2 separate regions of the Mus musculus genome follow, and region 1 is linked to region 2. Evidence: chromatin contacts called from public promoter capture Hi-C data. All regions are on one chromosome and are shown on one strand. The core of a region is the stretch at or near the end of the contact, and the rest is flanking DNA. Distances in the headings are between cores, read along the strand shown. Region 1 holds the start of Crispld1 (cysteine-rich secretory protein LCCL domain containing 1). Region 2 holds the start of Trpa1 (transient receptor potential cation channel, subfamily A, member 1).

Region 1 (3,706 bases), core at 575-3,074, 2.8 Mb after region 2:
AGCATTGCTTGAACTGTCTCTTACTACACTAGTCACTGCTACAGGGATCTATTTTCAACGTTGCTTAGAATAAGCACCAGTCACTTCCTAAGGTTGCTGCTGATGAGAAGGTGGGGACCCCATGTAAAACCAGACGCTACAGTTTCAGATGGAACAAAGATGTGGGAGATTATGTGTTGGCCAAGTACACAGCAGTATCTGCCACAATAGAGTAGAAATGCCACAACCTGCCATGGCTTTACAAGGGACTGCTTCAGTCATAAACCAAAGTGCCATTTTGACATTCATTTGATGTGGATAAGTTGTGCCTTTCTGTTGACAAATAGACGTTGCAATAATAAATAAAAACATGAACTGTATCAAAGAAAAGCTTATATAGTAAATTGGAAATGCAAGATTATTGAAGGCTTATGCTTAATATGATGAATATTTAGGCCATTCTTATATTAAATGTGATAATTGCCTTACCAAATTTCTTATCATCTTTATTTAAGTTCCTCTTCAAATATTTCAAAAATATGCAATCACTTTTAACAGATTTAACTCAATTCTCTCTATGATTTTTCAATGACACATAAAGTGTTCCATGTAGACATGATCTCCATCTTTACTATACTATACTATTACTATATCACCTGTCCTTTATCAGAAACTGGACTGTTTTAGATGTAAAAGCCCTATTTCCTGAATGCTAGGGACACTAATTATGAATTAATATTCCCAAACTACAAATTTGCATCTATTCTGTGTGTACAACGCTAAAGAAAAACCTTGTGACTCTATACCTGAGAATGTTCAGTGTGGCTCTCTTTCTGATATGTCTGCTTCCCATTCTTTGCTATTCTAGGAAACAAAGATTCATGTCACCAGGGACTTTGGGGTCTGACTACAGAAGAGCAGCTGGATAATGGAAAGAGACAGGTAATGGTTGGAACAATCTGATTTGGTCTTTGAGACATTCCAGATATAGAGACAGAAATTTGAGGTGAGGACTCTCAAAGGAGCCGATGCAAAGGCAGGGGAATTAGATAATCCACTTCAAAACAAAGTGTGCTTGTACAAACTGCACCACACTCAGTAGGGCAATACTTTTTGAGTTTACAATTAGTAAATTCCTACTCTAGGATGCAAAACAGGTATCTGTCCTGGGACTGAATTTTGAGATTCTGACAGTCTATCAATGATATATTGTTTAAAGGACTCTTCTTATTTTCACAAATGCCAAATGCTGGTGATCCTTTTTCAGAAGCCAACACCGCATGTTTCCTGACATGTCTCAACTGTCAGGCAATATCCACTTCAATAGTCTTCTGAAAGTCTTTCTCCATCTGGTCCTCATTAAGCTTTAGTAGCCAAAGAAAGACTTCTTCCTTCTAGAAACTAGAGACCAATGGGGATCCATTAGAAAAAAATAAAAAAACCTGTTTCTCTTTTTATCCCACCCCCTAGATTTCCTTTTGTGTGTACAAGACTGGAAGTTCTTAGCGTACCTCCATGCCCACTTACCTCAAGTTCTGGGGCTAGCTCCTTTGCAACCAGACTGTAAGTAATTTCAGCATCCCATCAGAGAGAATCTTAGGGGGAGGGTGTTTGATCTGAGAGAGGTGGGAGAAGCTAGAGGCTCTCTTCCCCCAGGGTCCAGACCTTGCCGTCCTCCACTCACAAAGGCACAGTGCACGCCCACAAAAGATCCTGGCTTGCTGCAAGTCGACTCCCACAGGCCAGAACTGGGTGGAGGTGGAGGTGGGGGTGGTAAAGGAGGGCTCTGGCATCACGTGCCTGTGCAGGCACCTCAATAAATGCCGAGTGCTGAGGAGCGGCGGAAGCGCCTGGCGCCAGGGCTCTGCAAGCTGAAGCAGGAGGTCCCCGGGGAGTTTTTCCTTTGTCCCACCTCACCCTAGATCTCTGGAACACCGGGAGCCCAACTCTGAGAGCTGCTTTCAGGGGCACTTTGCTAACTTTGAAGCCCGTGCCCACTGCTCCTCCCAGGTTTGCTTTGAGTCGCAGAGCTAGGGGCTCGCGTCCCCAGGGGTCAGCCAGCTCCTCACTCTGACTCCCGTGGTGGCCTGGTCCTTGTCGCCTCTGTGAAGGGCAGAGTCAAGGCAAGGAGCAGCTGCAGAGACAAGCAGTTCTGCCAGGCTCCGCTCTCCGGGGAACATCACACTGGAGAGGTAAGGGCGATGCACAAGCTGCATCCAGAGTGGTCCAGCTGCCAGGTTTTCCTGGTTCCCTGTTTGGAAACATCATCTAGGAAAAACTGACTTGTAGAGAAAGGTCTGGCCAAGAAAGGGTAGATGGGTTGCAGGGCAGGAACTCTTCATTTCACCTTGTCCTGGGGACGCCCTCCCCGCAGGGTTCAAGTGAACCTTGGCCTCCTGTTGTATGTGAGGGACATACTCTGAAGTTCTCCAGGAGAGCGCTTGGTAGGGTTAAATTCACATGTTGGGCACAAATTTTGCCGGAATATGGGAATAAGATTGATTTTTCCATCTGCACATGGGTGAAAAAAAAAAAGTTGCTCCAGGGGCCTGAGCCATTCATTTGCAGTGAACCTCGGGGCCATCTCCAGGTACCAGCAATACAGGCATGAGTCGTGTATGAATAGCTATGAACCAGAGATGAAATGCTGGGATATTGTGCCTTTAAAAATAAAAATAAAACAAAGCAAATTAAATAGAAAACTTGAAAGTTTCTGCAGAATGTAAAAGCTTCCAGACAAAAATAAAACACTATATAAATAGTACTCATTGTAAGGTATGTCATTTAAAACCTTGTAATTCAGAAATTATTCTCAAGCCTTGAGCTTCCCCGGCTCCTTTTGCCCTCGACTTTTGGCTTAGTGGTTAGCTTGGAAAAATATTTTGTGTCAACAGCACATTGTAAAAGTTCTTTATGGAAAAATGGAGGTGATAGAAAACGTATTTTCAAAACCGGAGTGCTTATGTGTTGGGGTTTGCTATCATAAAATAATTTCATCTGAATCGTGTGACATGTCTTATAGCCACAAGGAGTGGAAGAGCCTGTCTTGGAGATTTTCCCCGGGGAAACCCAGAGGCCATTCATTATGATGTGTAAGGCACAGGAGTGGCTCAGAGTGACCGCACTGCTATTTGTGGCTAGAGCAGTTCCAGCTATGGTGGTTCCTAATGCCACTTTGCTGGAGAAACTTTTGGAAAAATACATGGATGAGGATGGTGAATGGTGGACAGCTAAGCAAAGAGGGAAAAGAGCCATCACAGACAATGATATGCAGAGCATCTTGGATCTCCATAATAAACTGAGAAGTCAGGTGTACCCAACAGCTTCTAATATGGAGTATATGGTAAGACATGTTCACGTGGTGTATATCAAAGAAATGTTCTTGGTGCCTAGGGCAGCATAGATAAACTCATTCATGCTGTTCTTTAATCTTTTCCCACTCATTCTGCTTTAATTTTTAACATTTTCTTCAAGTATATCCTTATCTGCACACTATCTGTTCATGTTTCTGTTGTTAAGAGCTCTTTCAATTTCAGTGTAAACTTAAGTACCTTCAGATCCACTGTTCCTAAGTATTCTAAACTCTGCTTTAAAGGTAGGTCACCCCTTTCCTAAATAGTTACTGTATCGACTTTAAATGCCTCTTTTTACATTTAATTCTTTTGTGTAGGGGGGGGGGGTCACATGCCATGATGAAGAGGTGGAGAGGCCAACTTTCAGCAGTCAT
Region 2 (3,442 bases), core at 181-2,680:
GTGTTAAATCTGGTGGGGGGGGGGGTACAGGTTTGTGTGAGGTAGGATGCATTTGACTCACATTCGCAGTGGTATCTACATAGAAAGCAGTTGGATAATGTCTGCCAGACCTAAAGCTATGCTTACCTCTCACCTCTTGCTCTGGACCAAGCTACCAATAGACAGCCAAACTGAGAGCACATTTACAGTCATAGATTAAAAACATCGAAGCTAAATAAAATAGAGAACACAACCAACAAACAAAAATGACCTAAGTGTGTATCAGTACATAGGTAGTTAAATAAATCATGATGTAGTCCACATAATGAAATGCTGTGAAGCGGTTATTTTAAAAAAGAGGTAAATTCCAAGTACTGAATTGAAATGTATTCTAATAATTTACTTCATGTGTGAATCAAAGCAAGAGCTCTGTAAGCTCATATCTTTGCAAGTTAAAGAAAGCTCTATAAAAGTTTGTGCTTGTACAAGCATTTCGTTTTCCTCCCCCCCCCCCGCAAAAAAATAAGGTTAACATGGTTCCGTGGTGCAGAAGAATCGTCAGAGGGGATTGAGAAGCCATAGTTAATAGTACCTTGCCATTTCATAAAAGCCCTTCCTTTCTTACTATCTCAAGGCTAATGATTTTCTAGGCGTCCAATAGCCTGCCTCTACCCTTCAGAGTGGCCGCAGTATCAGCATCAAATAGTGAGTGCAACTTTCTAATAGGTCAGAACATCCAGAGAACTGAGAGCTAGAAGCCCCCATCACAGCGGGACCTCCCTTTCTCACTAGGTATCTCCTTGTGGAGTCCCCAATAGGACTCGCTGCAGGGCTTGCCTCCTTGTCTCCAATTTGAAGTGCTGAGTTCTCTTTTTCACTTTTAGATAAAAATGCTTCTCCATCCCAACACACTTGTTGGATCGCTGAGTACCAGATTCTCAGCTGCAGCAGTTCCACTTCAGCTCAAACGAAAAATCTACTTAAACGTTGAAAAGGGACTTCACGCACTCCAAATTTATCCTGGCTTTATGGATTTCAATTCTGTAAAACTTCAAAAGTACTTCAGGGGAACATCTTCTCTGGCACCAATCCATCCCCTGGCAAGATGGAGTTATGCAAACAAGAAAGCAAAATAGAGGACCACAGCTAGCAGTTACAGGTGCTGTGTACCCTGATACTGTCTCCTGCCATTTCCATGTTCCGTGCTTCATAAACTTGAGTGTGAAAGCAGCAGAATACTGAACGAAAGGAAATTTCCAGCCTCCCACCTTTCACAATGCCCCAGCATGCTCCAGACCACCGATTCCCCAGTACCTTAAAGGATTCCTTGGAGCAGTCCATGTCTTCCCCGACGCCGCGATAGACAACGCCCTGGACCTCCTTCCTTTCCTCCGGGAGCAGAATCCTCCTCAAGCCGCGCTTCATTGACTCCACCTGGACGCCGGCTGGCGCAGCAGCTCTCCACAAGGCGGCACCTAGGGACAGGGCACCGGAAGCTGCAGCCGGACTTGGGACCTACAACTAAGCTCTGCTGGAGAGATCCCTGCAGCTATAGCCCCATTCTGCCTGCAGGGTAGGAGGGAACTTTTGCAAAGAGTTTTCCGAGCCTGGGCTACTTGTAGAGGAAGTAGCAGGCGGGGCTCTGGAGACAAAAAAAAAAAAAAAAAAAAAAAAAAAAAAAAAAAAAAACGAACCTAGTGGGCATCTGCCCCAGACTCTCCCCTTTAGGGAAATCACAGAGCAATTGCAAATTGAGGCAGATTCAGCAAATTTATTAAAATAAAAACAACCCCTCATAGTGGCCAGGGAGGCAGGAGTGGACAAGAGAGAAAGGTCGGGGTAGGGCGAGAGAATATAATCTGCAATTTTTAGTAAAATCTTCCCCCATTTGGACGTCCAGAAGTTCGACTGGGAATATAGCTCAGTCTGTGAAGTGCTTACCCAACCTTCAGGAAGTCCTGCGCACCATCTCCATTACATAAAACCAGGCATAATAGTGTGATCCCGCGAGCAATCCAACAGGCTGTAAGCCTGTACTTGGGACGTGGGGCTAGGAAGATCTGAAATCCAAGGTCATCCTGGACTGCGTGGCAAGTTTGAGTTCAGCCTGGACTACATGAGATTGGCTCAATAAGACAAAATCCCTAGGGCTGTTCCGCCCCTGCCCACCTCCCGGGAGGTTAGGGTGAGGGTGCTCTTGAATTATCAGAAGTATGATTTTCAGCAAATTTTCTCTTCCCAGTTGTCAGGATGAAGTGAATACCTCTTAGAATTGAGACTAGCCTGAGTCGCTTTGTATCTCAGACCGCATTTCCTGTAGATAAAAGCATTCATCTGCCTTAAGCCTTGACGTTTAAGATAGTTAATAAAATGGTTGTTTTTTCATTATGGTTAATAAAATAGCAGGTTAAATAGAAGCTGCAGTTTATCTGCGGAGGGTTTGTTGGTAGCATTGTTTGAGGGCTTTATCTTTCTGAGTCTGCCCTGAATTCACATCTCCACAGCATAGGTGTATACCATGGACAAAGAAGGGTATTCTGCTCCATCCAATAGTCCTGCAGCTAGCCATGAGGCTAGACACAGCACAGGGAGTCTGTGCAACTGCGGCTGCTGTTTGTCCTTGGCGAGATCGCAAATGGGTTGAGTTTGCAAAGAACAGAATTTTGGTTTACCAAACTGAGCCATTTTAAGGTTCTAGAGTATTCGATTCACACGTAACACAGATCACCACCACCAAACCCTAAAACCCACAAAAAACAGGGACACAACACTGGGCTGCATCCAGGAAAGCGTGGAGAATTGAATTACATCGGGCTGAATTTAGGAATGAGTCTAATGTGCTGATTGACACCGAGGAATCATGAAAAGGCCTGCTGTACAAATCTTATTGATACAGTAAGCTGTGACCAATGGAAGCCCTGCAGTGGGGATGATGTTGAGTGTAACACCAGTACCTGAGAGGAGACAGCTGGAAAATTTGAGTGGAGAATGCAGATATTGAAGTTTACCACTCTCAACTTTCTTCACACTAACAGGTAGCATGAGAGAGATGGGCTCCCTGTAAAGGAGGTGTTTGGAGTAATTCCTATGAGAAATCTAACTGAAGAAAGGAAAGGTTATGTATAGCAATCGCACTCACTGGAAGACCGAGAATGTCTGGGCTGTGAAAGACTGTGATTAGTGGCTTTCTCCCAAAGAGAACAAAGGAATGCATCACAGTGGTTTCCTCTGTTTTTAAGTTAAGGGGAGCTGGGGCAATAGAGGGCTTTGAATTCAGAGAAGAATGTGGAGTCAGGGAACAGCAACCACAGAGTGGGGCTGGGAAAATGTTTACCAGCCGCAGGTTACTCCAAAGTGTGGGTCCTTACCAGCTTGTCCTGTACTGGTTTAGTACTGAAAAATAGATGGCTAACTTTGTAGGACTGGCCATATCCTTCTATCTGCTATGAAAGCACAGAAATCG

The links. Promoter capture Hi-C pulls out the DNA fragments that hold promoters and counts their contacts.
Region 1: a contact with region 2 is called in a promoter capture Hi-C map of hippocampal neurons, with 5 times the contacts expected there. The contact joins the promoter of Crispld1 here to the promoter of Trpa1 in region 2. A contact is called at or near these places in 4 of 39 promoter capture datasets (the 3T3-L1 cell line, hippocampal neurons and liver).

The regions. Positions count from the first base shown.
Region 1 is chr1:17,725,593-17,729,298 of GRCm38.p6, forward strand. Crispld1 (cysteine-rich secretory protein LCCL domain containing 1) reads left to right here and starts at 1,825. Exons shown (of 15, transcript NM_031402.2): 1 at 1,825-2,171; 2 at 3,002-3,322. The coding sequence starts at 3,065. Gm16070 (predicted gene 16070) reads right to left here and starts at 2,054. Exons shown (of 7, transcript NR_130314.1): 1 at 1,507-2,054.
Region 2 is chr1:14,917,432-14,920,873 of GRCm38.p6, forward strand. It overlaps Trpa1 (transient receptor potential cation channel, subfamily A, member 1), which reads right to left and starts at 1,431. Exons shown (of 26, transcript NM_001348288.1): 1 at 1,294-1,431. The coding sequence starts at 1,404.